Regions from separate parts of the Zea mays genome. Here region 1 is linked to region 2. A link is a contact called in public Hi-C data. All regions are on one chromosome and are shown on one strand. Each heading gives the region's core, a stretch centred on a gene start, on an enhancer-like site or on the middle of the called end of the contact. The rest is flanking DNA. Distances are from core to core; before and after follow the strand shown. Region 1 has its middle 55 kb from the start of LOC100280217. Region 2 has its middle 120 kb from the start of LOC118472046.

Region 1 (4,271 bases), core at 1,352-3,851, 280 kb before region 2:
ATATGTAGCTCGTCTGACATTTTACCAAAGTAGTCTGACCGTAAGGAAATGACTTGAGCCCGTAGCTAGTGTGATATCCTACACTGAAGGACATATCTGTAATATATGCTCATGTAATAACAGGTGTAATAATAATAACTGCCGCCCATGTACTCTAGGTCTTATTTGGAAGGTGTGTGCAGCAAATGAACAGTTCAAGTGCAATCCATTAAAGCAGGTCGTTTGGATATTAGCATTGTTATTCCTCTTTAGGCCTTATTTGGTTAGGAGTAGATTCTCCAATAGCGTCTTAAGCGTTGGTTTTATTTGCTGGCATCGGTTTGGATTGGTGGTTCGTTGCCTCCTGTGATCTAAACCTACTGATACCTTTAGCAGTAAGAAAAAAAGAGAAAATAGCATTTAGCTTGGGAAGGCTCTTTTTTTGGTCTCTTTTCGTACTAGTTCTATCCAGCTATGAGCGAAAGTAGTCACTTTCTTTAATCGCCGAGTTGCCTGAATCTTCTCTCTCGGTTATTCTGTGGAGTGATCTCTCTCTTAAATTTCCATAAGGATAAGGAGAAGAAGACGGTTCGAAACCCGTGCTTAAATCCTACTCAAGGCCTTCTATGGGCTGCGAGCAATTAATAAGTAGAGACAGGATGAGGAGAAATGACGTATATACGCCCGGCCTGGGTCAAAGATGATCGAAGTAGATTAAAAATCCTGTCTAATCTAAATCGAATAGAAATGGATTTATTCTCCTTCAATCTCTGTACAATTGAACAAGACTTATTTGGTTAGAAGTGGATTAGAAGGGATTCAATCCCCTTTAGTTCTCTTCAATCTCATCCTATAACCGAATAGACTCTAAGGCTTTATTTGGTTGCATGGAGATTAGAGAGAATTGAGGGGGTTAAATCACCTTCTATTCAATTTTGAACATCAAGAGATTTAGGACCTGTTTGGATCCTCTTAACTTATTATTTGCTAGTGGCTAATAATTAGCCGTCAAATAATTAGTTAGCAAAAATTAACTAGGGTATGTTTGTAGCCTTGGCTATCTTTGTACGATCTATTAGTTCCTATTAGCAACGTTAACTGGTTATGGGCAAACTATTTACTGGTTCTTCGACTAACAATTAGCCAATTTATTAGTCAGCCTATTTGGAGGTGAAGGTGCTAAAATTAGCCGGCAAACTATTTGCCACAAGGATCTAAACAGACCCTTAATCCTCTCCAATGCCCTCAATCCACCCATATAATCAAACAAGCTTTAAAAAAATTAAATTTATTTTTATTTAATTTTAACTAGTAAGAGATTTTATCACTTAATGTCTCCAATGCATTCTTAACCGAACAAATGTCAGCTGCAGAATAAAACAAGGCTAAAAAGATTTTTTTGACTGTCAAGACTATTCACCAGGGAACAGGCAAGTGTTAAACAAACTATGAAACCATTTACAGCCGATATTTCGGCCATACTGTGAGTGTGAGCACTGCCTTCCAGATGCGACTTGAAGGTTTCCTCTTTCCCTTGCGCTCGGGACAAAAACCCTGCTTCTCTTTACTGACAAAAACAAGTGTAGGTTGTTTGTTGGACACTCGTATAGAGCAAAATTCTCATGACGGATATTGACTTCAATTCAAGGGGATAGCCTCACCATGACACTATTAGGTTTTGTGCAATAGACCACTTGAAAATTTATTTGGCGTCAAGCGTTGGCTTAAGAACACTGGCACGGACGATTCAGCTCTGGGTGGGAAGCAACGACACAAAAGGCTGGAAAAAAAAGTAATACTGGCATTCCAATGGCAACCTCTGGAAAGAGACGGAATTGGACAAATTTTTTAGAACTGCTTATGGACAGCACAAGGTCGATTGGAGGTAAGGAGAAAGACGGGGTAAGCCTCTTCAGAGTTAGCCCCAATCTTTAATGTGTTTAAAATTTATTTCCCTTCTTAACTGAAAGGCAAGCTTTTGCCATTTTTTTTTCTAAACCATCGACGGTGATCTGTAGATGTTTCTCACGTGGGATTATTAGAGAGGAGCAAGAAGCCAAGAACAGACAGGGTACTGTAACAACAAAACAGACACTTTCTATATGTTTTCAAGTCACCTGTCTACTGTCATCATAACAGGACAGGATTGATGCCCACTTGGCTGGCTGCTCTGCTCTGCTTGACAGCACATTTTAGTGCGTGTTGGTAACTGCATTGGCAGGCTTTTTTCTCGCATGACATAACCTGAAGTCAGAACCGACTCAAGTAGTCACTCAATTTCCTCATGCATGGGCATGGCATTGGCATCACATCTCCTCCTCAGTTCTCACAGGCGAACTCTTAGGATAGGCTTTATCTTTGCATTTGTTTCGTTGTGGCAGAGTCCATTCTTTTGAGGTAGTAGAGCACCTGAAGTGGTCCCTGTTCACTATGTAACAGGCTAACAACATCCCTTTTCAATGCATCGTCTATTGGCATGTCAAGAGCGCAGGTATTCAGATAAAGCTAGCAGTTAGTGGACAGATCCACGGAGATGTGCCAGATGGCTGGGAAACACTATGGTCTGAGGCTTGTGGAGTCAGCCATCAGGTTCAGGTTGGCGTCAGTGTACTGCTTGGCTGTTTCTTCTTCTCCCACATGATTTCAGTGCGGTGGCTGATGGCTCCATGCCTCCATGATGCGCGTGCTCAGAGGCAAAGATTTTCTCCCTGTTTGCTATGTAAGAATCCTGACCTCAAGGCGGCTTTGGCTTTGTGTGCCGCCATGGCACGTCCATCCGATGGTTCTCGTGGCGATGGTGACACAGAGGCTATGGGTTTGCCATTCTCTTCATCTCTTTCTTCATCGTTAGAGCACTAATTTGTGTAGTGGTAAAAAACCTAAGCCTTATGTATCTCTTTAGCTGCTAAGCCACACACTGACATACATTGCTCTGTGTCGGCATCTATGTACTCTTTTGTTTTTCAGGCGATTTACAGTTCTCTTTTGGAATTTGCCATTGTATCCGGTATCCATTCCATACCTAGTGAAGAAACAAGAGCAGTTACAGTTACGTTTTCCATGGATGGCATGCAAAAACCTTTCCACCTTTTCCAATAACAGTGGTTCGACATGATCCTAGAGTATATATCTTATGGGGCCCTACAGTCGGAAGATGTGCAATTATTGAGCAAACTTCGGTCGTGTTTGGAACAATCCAGTTTTTAAGAAACCAATTTTATTTTTTTAAGCTAGGAGAGGCCAACTTCTTGGTTTTTAAGGAAATGTGAATCTAATTTCTATAAATTGAAGCATAAACTGGCATGTTTGTGTTAGAACTTGCTAACTCGCGGTCAGCCAAGCTCAAATAGTGGAAGAATGGGAAACAACTTGATGCCGATAAACACAGTGTATTAGGACAACATGTATTAGGACAACAATGTTTTTTTTCTATCGCCCGCAATGGTGCAGTACGAGGGTATTTATAGGTAATCGAGGGTCGGCTTTGCCCCGTCAAATACGATTATACCCTCAATTACCTACGTTATCCCCAGAATATTCCCCCCTGGGGGTTATGGCGGGTCATTACAACGTAATTAATTACAAACATGGGCTGACCCACTAACAGCTCTGCCCGCGCGGAGGCCTACGGGCGGGATCCTGTAGCATGGGCCAACTATACATGGGCCCCTTATTACAATTAGTGGCAGGTTACAATGCATGGTCTTCACAGTCCTGAATGTTCAGTCTCCGAAGTCCTTGATGGTCTTCGCCCTAGCCTGTCCAGGTGGAGGTAGCACCCGAGTCTTTGCCTGCGCGTTCTCCCCATGCACTTCGTAATGTAGCTCACTCTTCAAGCCTTCAGGGTCTCCAATCTTGAATCCTCTGACGATGGCCTCTCGAGCGAGGGGGCGTTGCGCCTTCGCCCCAACATTTGCACTCCGAGGGACCAGTTCGACTAAGTCAGCTGGTGACGAAATCTGTCGTAAGATGGCAAAAATGCTGCCCTCGCTCGAAGTGGTCCTGCAGGTTTTTTTTGAAATGTGACCGTTGACGAGACGTGTTACTGTGGGACTGTTGAGTTCTCGAGGCGCTGCTCCTGGCCTATAAAAAGTCGGGCCCAGGCTGGAGCTTTTCACCTGTTTGAGCGCCCGCTGCTGAAACCCTAGCTCTTTCATTTGCTTGCTTGCCCTCTCTGCTCTCGCTCTACCAAAGATCTGGCTCGCATCAAGCAGACTGCTCGCCATCGCCGACGGTACATGACCATGCCGTCCTCTTCCTCGTTGTCATCCATTGCGACCGCGTCGTCGACC
Region 2 (4,429 bases), core at 491-2,990:
GGAGTGTTGGAAAATAAACATGTCGTCAATTCTCCAAGTGGTGGCGGTGATCTCAGCAAAGGACATGTCTCTTGGTTTGCACCCCTCCATGTGTATATATATGTAATCACCCTTCAACAATGAACAGTGGCTGTCATTTGATTCCCTCGATCTCATTTTTATTACAATACAATAAAAACAATGTGGAACTACTCTCCGGCTGACTCAAGGACAAGACAGATATCGAGAAACGTTTCTTGACTGTAATGTTTCACAGTTATCCTCTTTGCTGTGTTTCTCAGGATTATAATAAGAATCAGAACCGATTCAGATAGCCAAACGACGCTAGTATTTAGACACCGATCTATGTGCAGCCAACTAGAGTACTTCCTGCTTCCCACCGTTCTAGAAAGAATGCAATTCTAATATATTGCGGTGCTTTAATATCTTATAAGTATAATCAATTATAGATAAAAATATATTGACATTTACAATATAAATTATATAGATAAATTATATTAAACTAATCACAAAATGTATTTTTACGAAACTATAAATATAAATGCAGAGACAATCGAGAGGGAGGAGGGGTTTACTTTTGGGTGGGGGTGGACACGGACACGGACACGACCAGGCCGGGACCAGGCGACGCCCTGGCGCCCCTCCCTGCCCCTCCTCTGCCACGACATGGACATTCACCAGCCACTGGCGCCTGCCGCTTGCTGCCCCTGCCATGCCAGCCAGCGTAACGAACCTCTTGAATGATGGCACTGCCGCTGCCGTCGCGTCGCGCGCGTCGCGTAGCGTAGCGTAGCGTTGCTTTGTATCGTGTGCCGGCTGGCGCCCTGCCTGGCTGCCTGCCCCTGCATGGGCTTTCCGCTAGGCGCATGGCGCTGGCCGCGGGCCGCCTCCATCCGCTCCGCTCCGCCGCAGCCAGCAGATGCTCTGCTCTGATGAATATCTCTCGGATCGCTGACGCAACATAAAGCAACACGCACCAGAGGGCCCGTACGCGTACGTTTCCGTGCTGTGCTTGCATGGCTGCCTGCTGCCTGCCTTACGTCTTCAGTGCTTCTGGCTGGCGGTGAATGGAGGATCATGGCACAAGTACTACCTGGTCATGCCCACATGAATCTTCTGTTCATCTCTACGGTACTCGACTAGCGGTAAATGTGTAGTTTTCTGCTGCACTGCACCTGATGATAAGACAGTAGAGAGGCACAGCCTGCTAATCTGCTATGTCAGGAGTATGTGTATGTGTGCGCGCATTTGCACCAACTCATCCTCATCCTTGTGCCATGGAAAAGAAAAGCTGGCTGCATCACTCCTGCAGTGCAGCCATGACCACATACATGGCTCTGACTCTGAGCCATGCATTCATGAGAGGTTGCATTTGCACTCCATATATTTCTTAACCGCGTGCCTCCAGGTACGTACCGGCGGTACGCTGGCATGGCGACATGCATGCCGGTGGCGGGAAATGAAATGAACTGGGCAACTCGATGGCATGCACGACAAACGTCGCCGCGCACAAGATCTGATGGATCGATCGGCTGCGGTCGGTCGGTGGTACACGGTTATGTATGCAACGCCATGCCCCAAGCCCGGCCACAACAGCTAGCGGCTGCTGCTCTTGCAGTAGCCGCCGCCAGCCTCTCATGTGCTGCGCATGTGATGGTCCATATCATGGACGGTACACAGATAGAGCTAAACGAGTACCACTGCTTGGTGCTAGCAATACCCATGCCGTAGTACCCTGCATGGAGATTGGAGAGAGAAGGACGCAGCAGCGCTGCCATGTCCTTGGCCCTCCGGCCGCTACCAGCCATATGGCATGGCAATGGCATCCATCAATCCAACGACATCTCTCTCTCTCTCTCTCTCTCTCTCAATAATTCAGCTTCCACCCTTGATCCTAGTGTAGCGTGCCTCCCTTTCGCCAGTAGCGAGCGAGAGTGATGGCGTTGGCGACAGTAGCTCAGCCCAGCGCGGGTACAGTACAGAAGCAGCCAGCCTTGCTATTGCTGCGACCCTGCGTGCCTCCACATTTTATTGCCCTCTGGATCGATCACATCCTGCCCTGCACAAGCTTGGCGTTTTGGCAGCCGCAGCCTTGCCTTTTCGGTAGGAGTAGTAGTGCCCACCAGATTTGCAGCAGATGCGCGATGTGCTGTCCGTCCTTCCCCCCCTCCTGTGCCTCAGTGCTCTGACGCTCTCGAGTCCGATCTGGTGACGAGCCAGCGCTTTGCTTCAGTTAAAGATTCCTGCGCCATCGCACAGCACTGGCCAGGTGCAAATGTGCAATGGCAGCTCAGCAGGCTGTGCTGTGCACTGCACTGCACTGCAGATGTTAACGTCCAGTGTGATGAGTGCAGATGTTAACTGCCACTCCATGCCCGTGTTGCAGCTGGCCTGATTAACTAACTAACTAACTAATTGACTGACTAATAAAAGTAGGCAAGCATATATATGGTGGCACCGCAGACACAAATCTAGGGTGGCAAGCATTCCATCCATCCATTGGAAACCTGGAACCTACTACTAGTTGTCCATCTCCAGCATCAATGTCTGTTACAATCAAAAAGACGGAGTCGCATCGATCGAGAAGAAGAAGAAAAATATCTTATCGCTCGCGTTAGTGATTAATTAGGTTCTGTAATCTCTGGCCTTGTAATTGTAAACTACCAGATTTCCCTCCCTAGAAGAGCAAGTTGTGGCACAAAGCCAGATGCTATAGTATATCACTATATCTCGAGATATAATAGTATATATGCAGTATAGCAGTATGGTACGGATCCTTTTCATTCCGTAGGATTGCCGATTGCAGCAGTGCGGAGCTCTGTTTTTAAATTCAAATCGTTGGAGCAAAGCAGACGCTTTTGCTGCTCTGCTCTTTCCGGGGCAGATTCATCGGCACAAATCAGGGACCTAGCTCACTACCACTAGCTGAGAAGATGGAGCATGGCATGGCATGGCATGGCATCAGTGTATGTGGAGAGGGATTTCCCTGGGGCCCTGTGCCGCCGTGCCATTACCTAGTGGAGATCGATCGTAATCAAGTGGTTAGCGTCTCATGTGGCCTATTAATTGGGCCTCGGATGTCTCTCATGCCGAGCTGGAAACCATGAGGGGTGGGTGCAGCGCCCGAGCCGACCTTGTGTCATGCCCGCTTGGCGCCATGTGCCCAGAGGACCCTTCCTTATTCTGTGGGCAACGGGGGGATCGGCGCCGCTGCCGGCCGCTACCAACAGCTGCATGGCCGGACGTCTGTCTGGCACATACAAAGAGCCATTGTGGTTTCTTGTTCAGTTCAGGTAGTTACCGGAACCAAATTTCTACTAGTACTGTGGATGGACACTGCATCGGTTGATTAAAGCTCGCCGAGCAGCCGCCCCGATGCGCAGGCCGGCTTCTCTGCAATCTAGGAAGAGCTAGCCATGGATGTTGCTCCGGGGATGTGAAAAAAAAACAATTGATTTGGGATCTCGATCGACTTCCTCGAGAGCAGCAGCGGTGAATTAAATTTGTATTCGCCGATGCAGCCACGGGTAATTAAATTTGTCTACAGTGTCCACGAAGCAATAGCATGCAGTGGCTGCTGGCTGCACTCGGAAGCTTCTGAGCTGCCATCTCCTGGCAGTGGCACTGGCAGCACTACACGTACTGTTGCGATCAAGCAAAGCGCGTAGACTCTTGGGGCGTGACCGTGCGCGTGCAGGCCGGCGATCGCCCGCGGCCACTTGCTCTCGTTTCTCGAGGGAGGGAGGAACAACATCTGAGGCAAACAGCTATGGAGGGAGTTTAAAAACCTTCTCAAAGTACAGTGGTGTTGGCTCAGACGACTAAGGCGAGCACGTACTTGATCAAGAACACGAGACCGATTCGAGGTTCGAGCAAACGCAAGTAAAATGTGCAGATTTTTTTTGCTTTCTTAAGTCGTCTCGTCAGGACAGCTGCAGTACATGTCTGCGCGCAGCCCCTGTGTTCTTGGTGGTTTTAGCTTGTTTAGTGGTTGACTTGAGCAGCCAGCGATGTTCTCAGTTGACATCGGTGAGCTTGGAATTAAAGAACTGTGAAATAAGGTTGCGCTACTGGAGGCTGACAAGATACAAAACGGACAAGTCAGGCTGCAGACTGCAGAGGATTTTTGCACTGTAGTGCGATCTCTGTTGTCGTTTTTCTCATCCAAGCGCCGCCACTCTGTCTCAGGACCATTTCTTGCCTTTAAATAATAATAGTATAAATACAATTCACGACTAGATCGGGTGGTAATATATCAAACATGCACATATGAAGACTTGTTCGGTTGCGAGTGGATTAAATTCCCTCTTATTTAATTTTGGCTAGAAGAGAGTTTAATCCCCTTCAATCCTTGGAACCATTTGTAAACTTAATTTTGGCCTAGGGGAAGCACTACAATTCACAACGATAGAAAACTTACAGCATGGAA

The links. Hi-C and Micro-C count contacts between places; a contact is called where the count stands out from the background.
Region 1: a Hi-C map of tassel shows a contact between it and region 2, with 5 times the contacts expected there. The contact joins two enhancer-like sites. A contact is called at or near these places in 6 of 25 Hi-C or Micro-C datasets (ear, endosperm, leaf and 2 more).

What each region holds. Positions count from the first base shown.
Region 1 is chr5:112,834,726-112,838,996 of Zm-B73-REFERENCE-NAM-5.0, reverse strand. It overlaps a transcript of LOC100280217 not described here. Among protein-coding and RNA genes, the nearest start is that of LOC100280217, 55 kb to the left of the region's middle. Within about 2 kb of position 2,601, at least 6 of the 20 cell types and tissues checked have an H3K27ac peak or open chromatin away from gene starts, as enhancers often do. A contact at or near this core is called in tassel, where this site is marked.
Region 2 is chr5:112,553,827-112,558,255 of Zm-B73-REFERENCE-NAM-5.0, reverse strand. No RefSeq gene overlaps it. Among protein-coding and RNA genes, the nearest start is that of LOC118472046, 120 kb to the right of the region's middle. Within about 2 kb of position 1,740, at least 13 of the 20 cell types and tissues checked have an H3K27ac peak or open chromatin away from gene starts, as enhancers often do. A contact at or near this core is called in tassel, where this site is marked.